Regions from separate parts of the Mus musculus genome. Here all the other regions are linked to region 1. The links are chromatin contacts, called in public HiChIP or PLAC-seq and promoter capture Hi-C maps. All regions are on one chromosome and are shown on one strand. The core of a region is the stretch at or near the end of the contact, and the rest is flanking DNA. Distances in the headings are between cores, read along the strand shown.

What was found. Promoter capture Hi-C pulls out the DNA fragments that hold promoters and counts their contacts. HiChIP or PLAC-seq counts read pairs in DNA pulled down with a chosen protein or histone mark.
Region 2: a contact with region 1 is called in a promoter capture Hi-C map of neutrophils, with 4 times the contacts expected there. The contact joins the promoter of 4930405J17Rik here to the promoter of Myb in region 1. A contact is called at or near these places in 5 of 39 promoter capture datasets (the 3T3-L1 cell line, hematopoietic stem and progenitor cells, liver and 1 more).
Region 3: an H3K4me3 HiChIP or PLAC-seq map of bone marrow-derived macrophages shows a contact between it and region 1, with 7 times the contacts expected there. The contact joins the enhancer-like site here to the promoter of Myb in region 1. A contact is called at or near these places in 9 of 39 promoter capture datasets (the 3T3-L1 cell line, cranial neural crest, embryonic stem cells and 5 more), 4 of 115 datasets of contacts at active chromatin or transcription factors (bone marrow-derived macrophages, forebrain and pro-B cells) and 1 of 9 other capture datasets (adipose tissue).
Region 4: a promoter capture Hi-C map of embryonic stem cells shows a contact between it and region 1, with 8 times the contacts expected there. The contact joins the promoter of Sgk1 here to the promoter of Myb in region 1. A contact is called at or near these places in 2 of 39 promoter capture datasets (embryonic stem cells and liver).
Region 5: an H3K4me3 HiChIP or PLAC-seq map of bone marrow-derived macrophages shows a contact between it and region 1, with 4 times the contacts expected there. The contact joins the enhancer-like site here to the promoter of Myb in region 1. A contact is called at or near these places in 7 of 39 promoter capture datasets (the 3T3-L1 cell line, cranial neural crest, embryonic stem cells and 2 more), 3 of 115 datasets of contacts at active chromatin or transcription factors (bone marrow-derived macrophages, embryonic forebrain and pancreatic cancer cells) and 1 of 9 other capture datasets (liver).

Annotation. Positions count from the first base shown.
Region 1 is chr10:21,159,645-21,162,344 of GRCm38.p6, reverse strand. It overlaps Myb (myeloblastosis oncogene), which reads left to right and starts at 1,361. Exons shown (of 16, transcript NM_001198914.1): 1 at 1,361-1,649. The coding sequence starts at 1,627.
Region 2 is chr10:20,200,444-20,203,143 of GRCm38.p6, reverse strand. It overlaps 4930405J17Rik (RIKEN cDNA 4930405J17 gene), which reads left to right and starts at 1,290. Exons shown (of 3, transcript NR_045350.1): 1 at 1,290-1,487; 2 at 2,462-2,593. All of the region lies in intron 1 of Map7 (microtubule-associated protein 7), which reads right to left.
Region 3 is chr10:20,289,227-20,291,926 of GRCm38.p6, reverse strand. No RefSeq gene overlaps it. Among named protein-coding and RNA genes, the nearest start is that of Gm48249, 3.9 kb to the right of the region's middle. Within about 2 kb of position 1,321, at least 66 of the 459 cell types and tissues checked have an H3K27ac peak or open chromatin away from gene starts, as enhancers often do. A contact at or near this core is called in adipose tissue, bone marrow-derived macrophages, forebrain and 1 more, where this site is marked.
Region 4 is chr10:21,880,789-21,883,488 of GRCm38.p6, reverse strand. Sgk1 (serum/glucocorticoid regulated kinase 1) reads right to left here and starts at 1,305. Exons shown (of 14, transcript NM_001161845.2): 1 at 782-1,305. The coding sequence starts at 850. Gm46215 (a long non-coding RNA gene) reads left to right here and starts at 1,211. Exons shown (of 3, transcript XR_001779732.1): 1 at 1,211-1,296; 2 at 1,739-1,791.
Region 5 is chr10:20,397,115-20,399,814 of GRCm38.p6, reverse strand. Pde7b (phosphodiesterase 7B) reads left to right here. Exons shown (of 12, transcript NM_001347366.1): 12 at 1-2,700. Among named protein-coding and RNA genes, the nearest start is that of Mtfr2, 51 kb to the right of the region's middle. Within about 2 kb of position 1,419, at least 30 of the 459 cell types and tissues checked have an H3K27ac peak or open chromatin away from gene starts, as enhancers often do. A contact at or near this core is called in bone marrow-derived macrophages, where this site is marked.

The DNA.
Region 1 (2,700 bases), core at 112-2,611:
GTCTTGAACTCCTAAAAGATTAAAGGCAAAATAAATTGGTGTGTATTGAGAATGAAAAGAAAAATCCCCAAGGGTACTGATTTATAAACAGAAGTAACACTGAAAGTCCCCTGAAATCCCCCAATCACCAATCCTTATAAATTCAGCACTTTGCACATCGCTCCTTTGGGAACCTGTAGTTAAAGTTACAGGGATACCTTCGCTGACTTGTGGCTGGTAAACTCTTCAAATTACACCCAACAGGGTCCTTACTGTTTAGCTCAATGGTTCTCAGCCTTCCTTTAAAGGGTCTCAGCTGCGACCCTTTAATACAAGTTTCTCATGTGGTGGCCCCAAACATAAAATTATTTTCATCAGTATTTTATAACTGTAATCTTGCTACTTATGAATCATAATGTAGAGATCAGATATATATCAAACGTACAAGATAACAGTCGAGCAATCCCAAGTGGGTCGGGACCCACAGGTTGAGAACCAGTGGTATGGGTTTGGTTTAAAAAAAAAATGAATCAGGAGTGCACAAGTTCCTGAGAACTGCTAGGGGTTGTTTGTTTGGGATCCAGTAGGTTTGTCCAGCAAGTGTTTGACGCAGGACCCAGGACCCGAGCGCACTCTGCAGAGGCAGAAGTGCGTGGTAGGCACCTCCTAGGGTGGGTGGGCCCGGCGTGTGTCTAAGTGAGGGAGGAAGGGCTTATGACAAAAAGCCGGTGGTGTGTGGGCTGCAGGATCTGGGAGGAGATTGAAAAATGAGCCCGGGGCTCGATCTGTCAAAGGCTGTAGCCACAGGGCTGACTGTATTTAAGTATCCTTTGTCGCTTACCAGTGAATTAAAGATGTCCCTTTAAAATTAAAACATGAAAAACTGGACCTAGTCAAAAATCGTTGGGGGTTGGGGAAGTACGCTCACTCTATTCAACCGATCATCCCTCACACTCTCTGCTCCCGGGTGTGTTGAAGTCGGGGCGCAGTTGAAACCCTGAAGGCAGAAGTGTGTCACCCAACCCCATCGAGGTGCCCTTGAATGGAAGCGCTGCTGATTCGGGCTCGGGAGCCCCGGAGCCTACGGAGAGGAGCGACCGCGTAGCCCCGAAAGCGGTAACAGCGGGACCCGGTGTGAGCCGGCGCCACCCGGCCACGGAGCGGGGTTTGCGCAGGAAAAGGCGCCACCGCGGCCCCGGCCGCCCCTCCCCAGCCCGGGCTCCCCGCCCGCCCGCCGTCCCGGCCGCGCTGCGCGCCAGGAGCAGCTCCGCGGCGCGAGAGGCGAATGGGAGCGGCGGCCAGGCGGGCTGCAGCTCGGGCGACCGCGGAGGCGGCGGGCAGGGCGCGTGCGCACTGCAGGGGCGCCAGATTTGGCGGGAGGGGGAGTGTCCAAACCTCTTTGTTTGATGGCATCTGTTTACAGAGTTACACTTTAATATCAACCTGTTTCCTCCTCCTCCTTCTCCTCCTTCTCCTCCTCCTCCTCGGTGACCTCCTTCTCCTCCCCTTTCTCCGGAGAAACTTCGCCCCGGCGGTGCGGAGCGCCGCTGCGCAGCCGGGGGAGGACGCAGGCAAGGCGGAGGGCAGCGGGAGGCGGCAACCGGTGCGGTCCCCGGGGCTCTTGGCGGAGCCCCGGCCCGCCTCGCCATGGCCCGGAGACCCCGACACAGGTAATGGGGAGGCTGAGAGGGCGGCCTCGGGCTAGGGCGCGCGGGGATCCAGGCATCCCGGAGCAGGTGGGAATGCCTTCCCTGTTGGTTTGCGGGGCTGTCAGCCAGTGGCAGAAGACACTCGGGAGAAGGATGAATGGAAAACTCTGCGAGAAGCGCACGGGTATAGTGGGAAGCATGCCCTGAGGCTCTTTTTTATTTTATTTCCCTTTTTCTTTCTTTTTTCTTTTTCTTTTTGCAAGTTGCTCGGGGATTCGTTTCTCTTTGGGGGGTGGGGTGGGGGGGGGGCTCGGCACTCTTCAGCCGAGGACTGAACGGTTCCATCAGACCCGAGGAGCCCACCAGGTGTTTGGCTTGATGCCCCGAGTGTCGGCGAGGGAGTCGCAGCCTAATTGCTGCATGCATTGAGGTGTGTTTGCACTTGAAGAGCATATGGCAGATATAGGGAAAGGCCGGGTTGTTTAGTAGCTGCAGGTAGTTCATTTAAATTTCATTCATTCATTATGGAGGCGAGAGAGGTGTCAGCTGACAGGCAGGCAGCTGCAAAGATTTTAGGGGGACAAAATGGGTTTGCAGATTGTTTTAAACCCAGCCGTTTGAAGATTCTTGTACTTGTTATGGAAGAAGCTTTTGCAAACACTGCACGCGCCCGCGTCGCACATGTCACCGCACCGGCCGAGATGATGCGTGCACTCTCTTTCCATTTTGGCCCCACCTTCGGGAAGAGGGATCCTCTCGGAACTGTCAGTTGCTGGCGCTCAAGTCCGGCCCGACTCGGGGTTTCCCGAGGACACGCCGGGGCTCCCAGAGAGCAACAGATGCGGGGCTTAGCTCGGTGGCGGTCGCCACTCGGCGCAAAGTGCTGGAGGCAGGCGGCACCCAAGGCAGCTGCAGTGCACCCCGGGCGATGTCGCCGCTCTTCTCCTGGGCCGCGCACACGTGGAAGCAGCTGAGGTCGCCGCTGCTCCCAGCACTCTGCTCCAGCTGCTTTTGGTGGCCCGCCTCTGGCAAAGCCACCGACCGACCGACCCTAAGGAAGATTCGGGGGGGG
Region 2 (2,700 bases), core at 41-2,540, 960 kb after region 1:
CTTACTCCATGCTCTGGGACAGCATGTACTCTTGACGTGAAGAGAGGCAGAGCACCCAGGAAGCACTTAGGCCAGAATGGCCTGCTGAGACATGACTGGTACCACAAGGAGAGACCAAAGGGAAGGACAGGGAGGACATTGTGTGGGCACAGCGCTCCACTCTTTCCCGAGAACAACAGTGTTTTAACTGAACGGTGATGCATTCATGCAGCAGGACAGCTGGCAGCCAACAAGAAGGACAACAAAGGGTTTTCTATACACCGCGTGGCTCAGAAGATGTCTATGCCTAGCACACAGGGGATGGATGGGTGCTGCCTCTTCCTAAGCTGCGGGGCACAGAATCTGTCTCAGAAAGAGGAGCAGTCCTGGCTGCCGCTATCTTCCTTGTTATCTTCTCAAGCCCAAAGCCCTGGCTTATCACTCCATTTTTGGATCCATTTTGAATTTATTGCAGAACTATACTGATGAATGATATTGGCAGCTCACTATTTAAAAGAATGTAAATCACTTAAGTAGAGATTAAATGCACACAAATCCCAATAAGCTATGAGGAAATAAAGGTAGGTTTGTCAGTAAACACCACCCGATAATCCCTAGCAAATATAAAACATGGAAACATTTCAGCAGCAGCAGTTAGACGAGGAAGTCGATTACAGAGCAGACCCTGGGAAGAAAATCCAAAGAGCTTATGTGCTTCCCTTCTATGGCCTTCCTTTCCACGTGCTCACCATGTCCTGCCCACTGCCTCCCTGCTCTCCCGGGTCAGCCTCAGCTGTAACCTGGTCAAGGTCATGACCAGTGAGAGCTCTTCTCCACGCCTAGCCTGCATTCTATCCTATCCGAGAGAGCTGAGAGGAGCCACGGTGACCTGTGGGCACAGCACTCACTCGGCCTTCCCCTGCAGATGAAGCAAGCATCTTGCCCCCTTGTCCTTGCTTTGCCATCTTAACCTTTGACTCTGATAGACTGGATTTTATGCGGTAGGCATTCTATGTGCTCAGGAGACATCAGCCAGCATTCGTTTGTTCTCCCCACTCCTGGCTTTCCTGACAGGTAATTGAGGGGTAAATTTGTACGTTTCAGGTGTATAACATAATAGCATGCTTATGCACACACTGGAAGACGATTACCACAATTAAGTTAATTATCATCTCCATCGAGGGCCCAGCACTTTTATGTGTGGTGAGAAAGAGGCTATCTCCTAGTGAGTTTCCAGGACAATGTCCTTTCTCTATTGTGAGCTCACTGGACGCCAGGTCCCAGAACTTAGAACTGAGTCTGCTCCTTCTGACAAACATCTCCCCATTTCCCTGTCCCTTGCTTGTTTGTAACAGAGTCTCACACCAGAGCCTTGTGGGACCCTGCATCTGCTCCTATTCTAGAGAACAGAAATGGGCAGGGCTCAGGGACAGGAACACTTAAGGGACACGTAAAGGAAAAGACAAAGATCTGCTTGTCTTCCTCAGTGACTGAGATCACGGGAACTGGTCAGTCCCTTAAATTTTGTCCTACTTTGCTTTCCATTGCTGTGATAAAGGCCATGACCAAAAGCAACTTGGGAAAGAGAGGTTTTACTTAGCTTGCACATCCCAGTCACAGTCACCACCACCCCCCACCCCACCCCCCGCCCCCCCCCCCCAAGGAAGCTAAGACAGAAACCAAGCAGGGCAGCAATCACCCTAGAGGCAGGCGCTGAAGCGGAAGCTTAGACAACACTGCTTCTCAGCTTGCTTTTCTATACAAACTAGGCAAGAATCACCCACTGTGGGCTGGGCCCTCCCACATCAGACTTGCATACAGGCCATGATGGAGGCACTTTCTCAATTAAGGTTTCTCTTCCCAAATGACTTTAGCTTGTGTTGAATTGACAACTAACCAGCAATCTGAAAAAACTAACCAGCAATCTGAAAATGGTGCTGCACTTCGCATTTTTTATAAGAATTTAAAATATTTCACAGAAGAAAAATTAACTAAGTTTGTTACAATTATCACAATGATGCAGATTAGACTTTGGTGTTTAGTAGAATGTGAATGTTTAACCAACCTTAGGAGTTTGGTTATTACTATTTGAAGGCAAATATTAAGAGATTCCATGTATATTTTACTTGTAGTTATAGAAAAGGAAAAGAACAGAGGTTCATTTCATAAAGGAATGTAGAAAACCTATACACCTGTACCACTGACAACTAAGGGAGCCCAGCCAGCCAGGCAGCGGACAGTTCCTGCAAGATGGTTTGTTCTTTCTTGACCCCACCCAGATTGCTTCTAATCTCAAGGATTAGACCTTATCTTAAGCACCCCTGAGCACACACAGCACTTTCTTTGGACCCCTTTGATTCCTAGTTCTCTGTCCTTTGTGTTCAAGAAGTCAGGGTGGCTCTGGAAGGCCTCCTGCTGCGCTCACAGCGGCCATGGCTGTGCAGGGACTCTGTCTCAGTAGTTGTCTTCTCTTTTCCTTTAGGAGGTTCCCAGAGGACACAATTTACAAACTGGGAAAGGATGCTGCTGCCTGGCTAGTCCCAAATTTATAGTGCTTCGGACAATGATGCCATGTGCTATGTTCTATAGAAGAAATCTGTGGATTCATTTAAAGGTTTGCTGTGCTCTATGCAAACTCTTCTTCCCTGCGCCTCCTCCTCTTCTTGTAGAGCAGCCTAGCGTCCAGCTTGCTACATAGCCGAGGCTGGCCTTGAACTCCTG
Region 3 (2,700 bases), core at 72-2,571, 870 kb after region 1:
CCTTCCTTCCTTCCCTTTCTTCTCCGAGACAGGGTTTCTCTGTGTAACAGTCCTGGTTGCCCTGGAACTCACTCTGTAGACCAGGCTGGTCTCAAACTCATAGGCACCCACCTGCAGCCAGCATTGAGTCTTACTATGAACTAAAGTTACATTTAAGTGTGTTAATGATTTAAGTATGGACAAATAGTTCCACAACCAGAATAGATAGCGTAGAGATTGTCCCATGCATGTAGGATCAAGAGGCTTCTAAGTTGACAGACAATTAAATGGAGAAATTAAATGAAACTGTTCTGAGCACACAGTGCTGTCTACCAGGATTGCTGTGTCCTGGTTAGTTTTTAATGTCACCTTGACACTAGCTAGTGTCATCTGAGAGGAGGGAACCTCAACCGAGATCAGGCAAACCCATAGAGCGTTTTTATCTTGAATATCATCTGCAGTCATTTGGACAGTAACCTATGTGATTTACTACAGTTATGTATTTCATTGTACACATGTCAATTTGTCATAAGTTGTTGCTTAGATCTTCCTGATGTGGTTTATATTTTAAGCTTTATGTATCCCCTTATTATGGTCACTCAAAAGGGGTTATCAGCTGGATGTGGTAACTCATGTTTATAACTTCAGAACTTGGGGGGGGGGGGTTGAGGCCAACCTAGGCTACAGTGTTAGTTCTAGACCATGTAGGAGTATATACGCAGACCCTGTCACAAACACTAACAAACAAAAGAGGGATTGAAGCAATCGAAATGATAGAGGTAGAACACTCAGTGTCCACAGGCGGCTCCGGTCTTCCCAGCATTTACAGGGAATTTTTGTTTGTTTGCTTTAACATTTACTGCAATTCCACTGACGATTCACAGAGATTCCTGGGAGGAAACCCTGAGACAAGGCCCAGGGCCTGTCAGGAAACTTGCCTTCCAACTCAGGTGGACAAGAACCAAGGGCTTTGTCTATGAGAAGGTGAACAACTGCCCATAATACAGGAAGGGAGGTCCGACCCTAATCCTGCCTTCCTCTCCCCGAGAAACTGCTGACATTTAAGCCACAGCAGCAGAAGAGGCAAAGATAATTGGACAGTGTGCACCTGCCTGTCTGCTCGTACATTACAGGCGGTGAGTTGAGTTTGAGACGAATCCTTTTGTCAGTCGTGGGAAGCTAAGGATCCCCTCTGGGTAAATTGAGGGGACCCTCTCTGAGCATTGTAGCCCAGCTAGATCAAAATTAGGGGAGCAGAAGCCCTTATACTGGGCAGCCTCAGTGAGGATCGTGTCTACCGGAAAGGGTAGCAAGCTAATTCAGGGAATGAAGATGACCAGACTCAGCCGCTGAAAACGGACTGAACTATCGTCCTAGTAGCTCACTGCCGCCACCTCCTGGAGATGTAGGGACTTAGCCGTGCTGTTCAATTAGGTTTTTTTGTTTTGTTTTCTTTTGTTTTGTTTTTTTTAAAATAAATCCCATTGCCATTCTCATAACTGGCAATTAATATTGACACAAACAATAACATTTATCATTTTAAAATATTATATCTGGTGGCTAAAATACTACATTCTTTTTTATTTCATTTTTTAAAGAAAAATAGTTAACTACCCAGGGTCCCATTCTGCTCCCTCAATGTCTGCAGTTTAATACGATTTTTTGTATAAGATAAATTACAAGGAAAAAAGAGCAATATTTCCGCTTACCAGAAACCAGTTACTATAATGTACACTGCAGGTGTTCTATTTGGTGTTGTTTTTTATTTGTTTTGATAAGTTCTTACTCTGTAGCCCAGAAGGGATGCAAACTCTAGGTACTCCTGTCTCAACCTCCTGAAGGCTGGATTACAGGTCTGTGTCACCATTCCCACAGAAAACAAAATCTGGTTGTCGGCTTTGAGTGTGTGTGTGTGTGTGTGTGTGTGCGCGCGCGTGTGCGCATGCACAAGCAATCCCGTTTCAGTGCTGTGTGCATGCTTATGTTTACACATCCACGCATGTGCATGCATATGCACATAAAGACCCAAAGCTGATGTCAGTATCTTCCTCTACTATTCTCCACTGTTTTTACCGAGGCAATGGTCCAGACTGAACCGGCCGGAGCTTGCGGTTCTAGCCAGGCAGCTTCCTCTAGGCAAGCTCGCGCTTTATCCACTGAGCATCTGCCCAACCCTGGTTTCATTTATTTGTAACAGTGTAGTTCAGACTGGCATCAAACTCACTGTGTGGGCCAAGGATAAGCTCAAACTTTTGATTTTGCAGCCTCCACCATGCCCAGCTGTGTATATATATATATATATATATATATATATATATATATATAACCCATTTATAATGATACTAAGAAATAACAAAGATCTAACAATCTAAGAAAAGGTATGAGCCTTCTATACAGGAAACTAAAGTTCTGTGAGCTGAGAGAGAAATTAAAGAACATTTCACCATGACCGAAGCAACTCGAGGAAGAAAGGGTTTATTTGGCTTATGTTTCCATAGCACTGTTCATCATCAAAGGAGGCCAGGACAGGAACTCAGACAAGGCAGGATCCTGGAGGCGGAAGCTGATGCAGAGGCTGTGGGGGGTGCTGCTCACTGGTTTGCTAGTCATGGTCCGTTCAGCCTGCTGTCTGTAGAATCCAGAACCACCAGCCTAGGGATGGAGTAGGGTAAAAGGGCCAAAGGGTGGGGGGGCACTTTGACCCTGACTTGATCCCAAGAC
Region 4 (2,700 bases), core at 56-2,555, 720 kb before region 1:
ATTTACAGCCCTATGACATTACTAACATTATGAATGAAAGGAATTTAAACAAATGTATACAGCAAATGTACATAGCAGCAGAACCCTCCCCGCACGCCCCCCCCCCCAATCATAGTTTGGGCTATAAAACAGGCTATCCCTTATTCTTTTGGTAAGGGCACGTGTGCTAGGCAAAATTGAGGCAACTTGAAATAGAGGGTTTGAGATGTTGGGAGTCCATCATTTCTGTCAAAGGTCACTCTGGTCCTTTCCTGTTTACCCCAAAGATAGAGATAGTGGCAGAATGGATTTGAGGAGCCAAAGCTGCTTCTAACAATTGAAGACGAAAATGCAGCAGCCCTTGAGACGGAGGGAAGGTGTGGCAAAGTTGAACCCTTCAAAGATAAGAGCGAGAGAGCTACTTAATTAGCCCAGACTAAATTGCTTCTTATTAACTGCACTCGGGCCAGCTGTCTTTGAAACTGCCTTGTAATCCTGGGCATGGCTTTGATTGAGAAATCTCAGTTCCCATCTTAAACCCATTTGAAGGCATCTCGGCCCAACCCCCTTCTTCCAATGCAACTCCTCTGAGCCCCCCCTTTCCATCAACATCTCCCCTACCCACCCCCCAACAAATATGAATCTCAGCAGGGCCAGCGCTCACCTTGACCACTGACACCAGAAGCTCTGCTTTCACGAAGGGCTCAGTAACAAAACCCGAGGCTTACCCTAGGCAAGCCTCCAAAAGCATTTGAGAGAAGCAGCGTAGAAAACAAAAGCAACAACCACAACCTGGGCTTACCCGTTTCTTAAAAAATTGGAACGCTGAGCATTTCTTGACCGGGAATCCATTCATGTCTTTGTTTACCATCTTCCACAGAAGGGACTTCACAGTTATAGATCCAGGGTGGCACCGGCTTGGTTTACTGCATCTGTATCCCGATCCGCCTTCCTGGAGACGGTGAATGAAGACCGAACGGGATGGAGAGGCTAACGGGGCTCAGTTTTTCACTCGCTCATCCTGCTGCGGCAGCGACTGCAGTAACTCGCCCCACTTTCAGAGGCCACTGGCAATGGCTTTTCTCTTTCCATCATTGCTTTGAAACGTAAGCATCACCACAACAGGACCCCGGGGCCGGATGGCGGGATACAGCAAATCTATCCAGAGATGCTCTGGCGGGCGCTCAGGCGAGAGCAGGGTACCGTCCCCGCCCCCAGCTACCGAGCTGCTCCCGGGCTGAGCGGGGAGCGAGCGACTCGCTCTGCTCCAGGTGATGCGCTGCTGGAGGCTGCTGGAGGAGAGCTGTTTTTGATTGTGTAGGTTCCAGTGGGAGCTGTAGTTAAGCAGCTGGGGGAAGGAGTAAGAAAGAGCTGAAGCCGGAGGGAGGGAAGGAGGAAGGGAGAGAGCCTCCTCAGAAAGGTAAATGGAAAGAGAAAGCAAGGCAGGAAGGAGCAAGGATGCATGCATGCATATGTGAGTAAGATCAGAGGATGGTCAGGAGACACAGAAAACACAGAACAACGGATTCCCTTGGGAGGGTTCTTTGAATTGGTTTTTCTTTGCAACAATGTGGTAACCAGAGTAAAATGCAGACCCAATAATGTAATTCTCAATGAAGTTCTTCAGATTCCGGTTCTGATACCAAGCCCCGGAGGCAGGGGGTGGGGGGCATCAAACGTGTTCCTGCCCTATGAAACCTTGAAAAATAAAATAATGTGCCTACACATGTGTAGCAGTGAATGGTCTCTTACTCTGTAGGGTCCTCGGATGCCCTTCCTTCCGCTGTGACATTAGAAGGAACAACTGGGGAGGTAAGCCCACCCTTTTCAACAGAGAAGCCGGCAGTAAGAGAAAATCAATGAACAGAAACAAAGTGTGCAAAACCAATAGGCAGAACCTTGCCCAGACCTTCACCAAAAATTCGTGCTGAATCCATTCAATGCTAAGGGAGTCACAGGAAGCAAGGACGAGTCTTTTTACATGCCCCAACTTATCCTGAACCTCTGCAAAGTGAATTCATTTAACAAAAACATTTAATTATGCGTAGCTCGTTTCCACTTGTGCTCTTTGATGCTGATATTTTATGAGTTTTGTTTTGTTTTTTAAATAGGATTTATAGCAAAAAGGTTTGGGGTCCCTGTTAGCATGTGGTTTTGATCAGCTACTTCACCTCCGGCTGTACTTTGGTCTATGAGATAGACATACACGATCACTCACTCACTCACTCATTCATTCACTCATTCATTAATTCAGCCACTCAATCACTTGTTTGACATCTCATTCTATTCAAATATAGCATTCAAATCCAAAACCAGTAAGCGTTCACTGGTAGGAAATACACTAGAACTATCCTTAAAAATAATTGTTGATTGAGTGCTTGCATGAAACCATGAGTTTAATCCTCAGGACCACAAAACAAGCAAACAAACAAAAGAAAAAACAAAACAGCGACAGACACTGTGGCAACATGGGATTAGAACCCCTGCAGTTGGGAGGTTAAAGGTAGGAGGATCAGAAATGCAAGCTTATCCTCAGAGTTTGAGGCCAGACTAGAATTCATGGGATCCTAGCCAGAAACAACACCCAAACAGAACAATAACAACAACAAAACCCACATTGTTACACCATTTATATGGGAAACGTGGATTAACTGGGGAAGAGGTGCCTGAGTTCCTTTAGAGTATGAGTTTCTATGAGGTGAGATATGGATGAAGTTGTAC
Region 5 (2,700 bases), core at 170-2,669, 760 kb after region 1:
TGGCACCATTGCGATTTCTGAAACCACGCGTCCCCTCCCATCTGGTGGAAGGTGCTGTACAGCCCGTCCCTTTGCACCGTTAGCCAATCCGTCTTTTACGGATTCAGTGACCTGTTTATATTCACAAGTGTACATTTTCTGTAAATACCAAACGCTACTGATTCCCATGCCAAAATACACGAGTATTATGGGATTGCTACCTGTATAAACAATGGCACTGTGAACAGAATACTGTTAGTTTTAATACAAGAGAATGCATTTGTAAATATGGTATAGAGTTTATTAATATACTGTTGTTCGCAGATAAAGGCCTTAACTTTAAACATTTTTCCTCTTTCCAAAACTGCCCAACCTAAATCCTGACAGATGTCTTTCTGAACTGCCTGCCCCTAGTGACCATCTCTGCTTCCCTGCTAAGGTCACAAGCCAAAACTGAGTACCATCTTGAAGGAAACTTTTTTCGAAAACCTCTCATGCATTGGGAACGTAGTTTTTAATCTATGGCACTAAGTTTGGTTTCCTCAGATTAATGAGCAAGATGTAAATCACTTTCCAGCACAGCAATGCTGCACACAGTTTTAACAAGCTGGCTGAGAAGCTCGTGTTTTTGTGACTCCTGTTGTGGAACACGGGGTACATCCACCTCACGGAAGACACAGCAGGTTTCCTGTCACCTAACCATCAGGGAACTCCCTGCCCCCATGCCACACATTTGTCTGATATGGCTACAATACCAAAGTCCCTTTGGTCCGTGGACGGTTGGTGTGCGTTTCTTTGGCGTTGACAGTAACTGAATTATTTACTTTTTTCTATAGTTTCATGTGAACAACTGCCCAGCTGTTTGGCTGAATTTAATCTTATTTAAGTAAAGAAGCTATTTCAGTTTTATCAGAGACTTTAGCTTTCTAGCAGATTAATGTGGTTCATCACAGCTGCAGCCAGCAGACGCAGCTTGGAATTGTTGTCATCTGTCTGCAGATGCTTGGCTGTAAAATCCAGTGTGTACGCATTCTTACCCAGCTGAACTATGCATTGAGCCTTTTCTTCGTGAGCTCTAGCATAATTAATGTTATATGGAAACTGCCAATGCTTCTTTCTCTTTATCTTAAGTAGTGGGAGAGGGGGCATTTCTGCCATGATCAAGCCACTTCTCAAACTGACAGCAACAGCTAGCTCTTACTTCCTAAGTGCAACTAATGTGGGGCTCTCTGTTTCTCCTAATAACGCAAGTGAAACATTAAAAACTTGCTTGGCTTGGAACACGTTCCTACAGAGAGATTGGGGCTTACAGAGTTAAGGTTGTGGAAGGAATTGGAAAGTTGATTATATTTTCACTAGTATAAGCAAGATTGTCAGATGGGACTAAAGAAAGTCTGAAGAATTTGCGAAGTGGGTGGATGGCGCTGACGTCACTGATATGGGTGAGAAGGGAAGTTGTGAACACAGCACTAACTTCTGTTTTCTGAAGCAGCTACGGACTGACATACATCTTCATTGCTATGGTATTCTGAAGCTCTGAACTTAAGCAAGGCCTCACATGAGAATACAGCAGAAAGATTCCTGCTTCAAAACCTCTTATTTTGGATTGTAGCCATCTGTTTTTATGCATATGAGATCAAAACAAGGAGATCAATTGTTCAGGATGACAAAATAGAAACAGTAAAGAAAACATTGTCTTTAGCCAGTGGAGTTTAGGAAATAGATTTGCTTAAGCTACAATTATATTATAATTGAATTAGGATAGGGCATTCTTGGTAGTTCCAGGTTTATAGGGAAAGATTTTCATCTACCAAACATCTAATAGTTAAAACACAAGAATAATAAAAATCAGAAATAGAATGGAGGTAGACGTGCCTGCATGCTTCTACTGTCTGGAAATTTTGTGAGATCCTCATGTGTTGAGAAAAAATTAACTGTGAAAACTCTTTTCTGCCTGCTAATGGCTCTCTTGGAATAATTTAATACAAGTTGTCCAATAAGTCTTGGAGACACGGTCCATGTGTCAATATCGTTTTAACGCTTTTAGTCTTAGTCTGCTAGCCCACCTAGGTCGTGGATCATCAATTGATGACTTTAGAAAGGAAGAATTCAGAGAGCTACTTTCTTAATAATACATAAAGATCTCAGAGACAAAGAGAGAGAGAGAGGAAGAAAGGGAGGGAGGGAGGGAGAGAGAGGGGGAGGGGGAGAGGGAGAGAGAGAGAGAGAGAGCGAGAGAGAGCGAGAGAGGGAGAGGGAGAGAGAGAGAGAGACAGAGAGAGAGAGAGAGAGAGAGAGAGAGAGAGAGAGAGAGAGAGGTGAACATGAATACATCACTATCAGGTCTGATGATCAAAGCCTACTTTTCTTTGCTGCCATCCAATCCGCAGTCAGACCTGATACCTGAAACCCTGACAACCCATACTTCCGGGTTAGGTTAAGTAAAAACTAGTTGTTTCTCCTCTTCCTGCTTTCAGCTTCCCACAAAGGGCCTTGGAGGGCATCTGCAACCCTGCCTTCAAATAGCCCTTCCTGTAAAACATGGAGATGTGTGGCCTTTTGTGTCGAATCACATCTGCTCAGTGGCGTTGACTTGGTTATGAGCTTGTATTCCTCATGCTTTCTTCTTTTAAGACTGTAAAATTGTGTCATCTTGTGTACACATGTAAGTTTGGGGGGGGGGGGAACAAACCTTGTGAGTTTTGCTCAAAAATGTGGCCT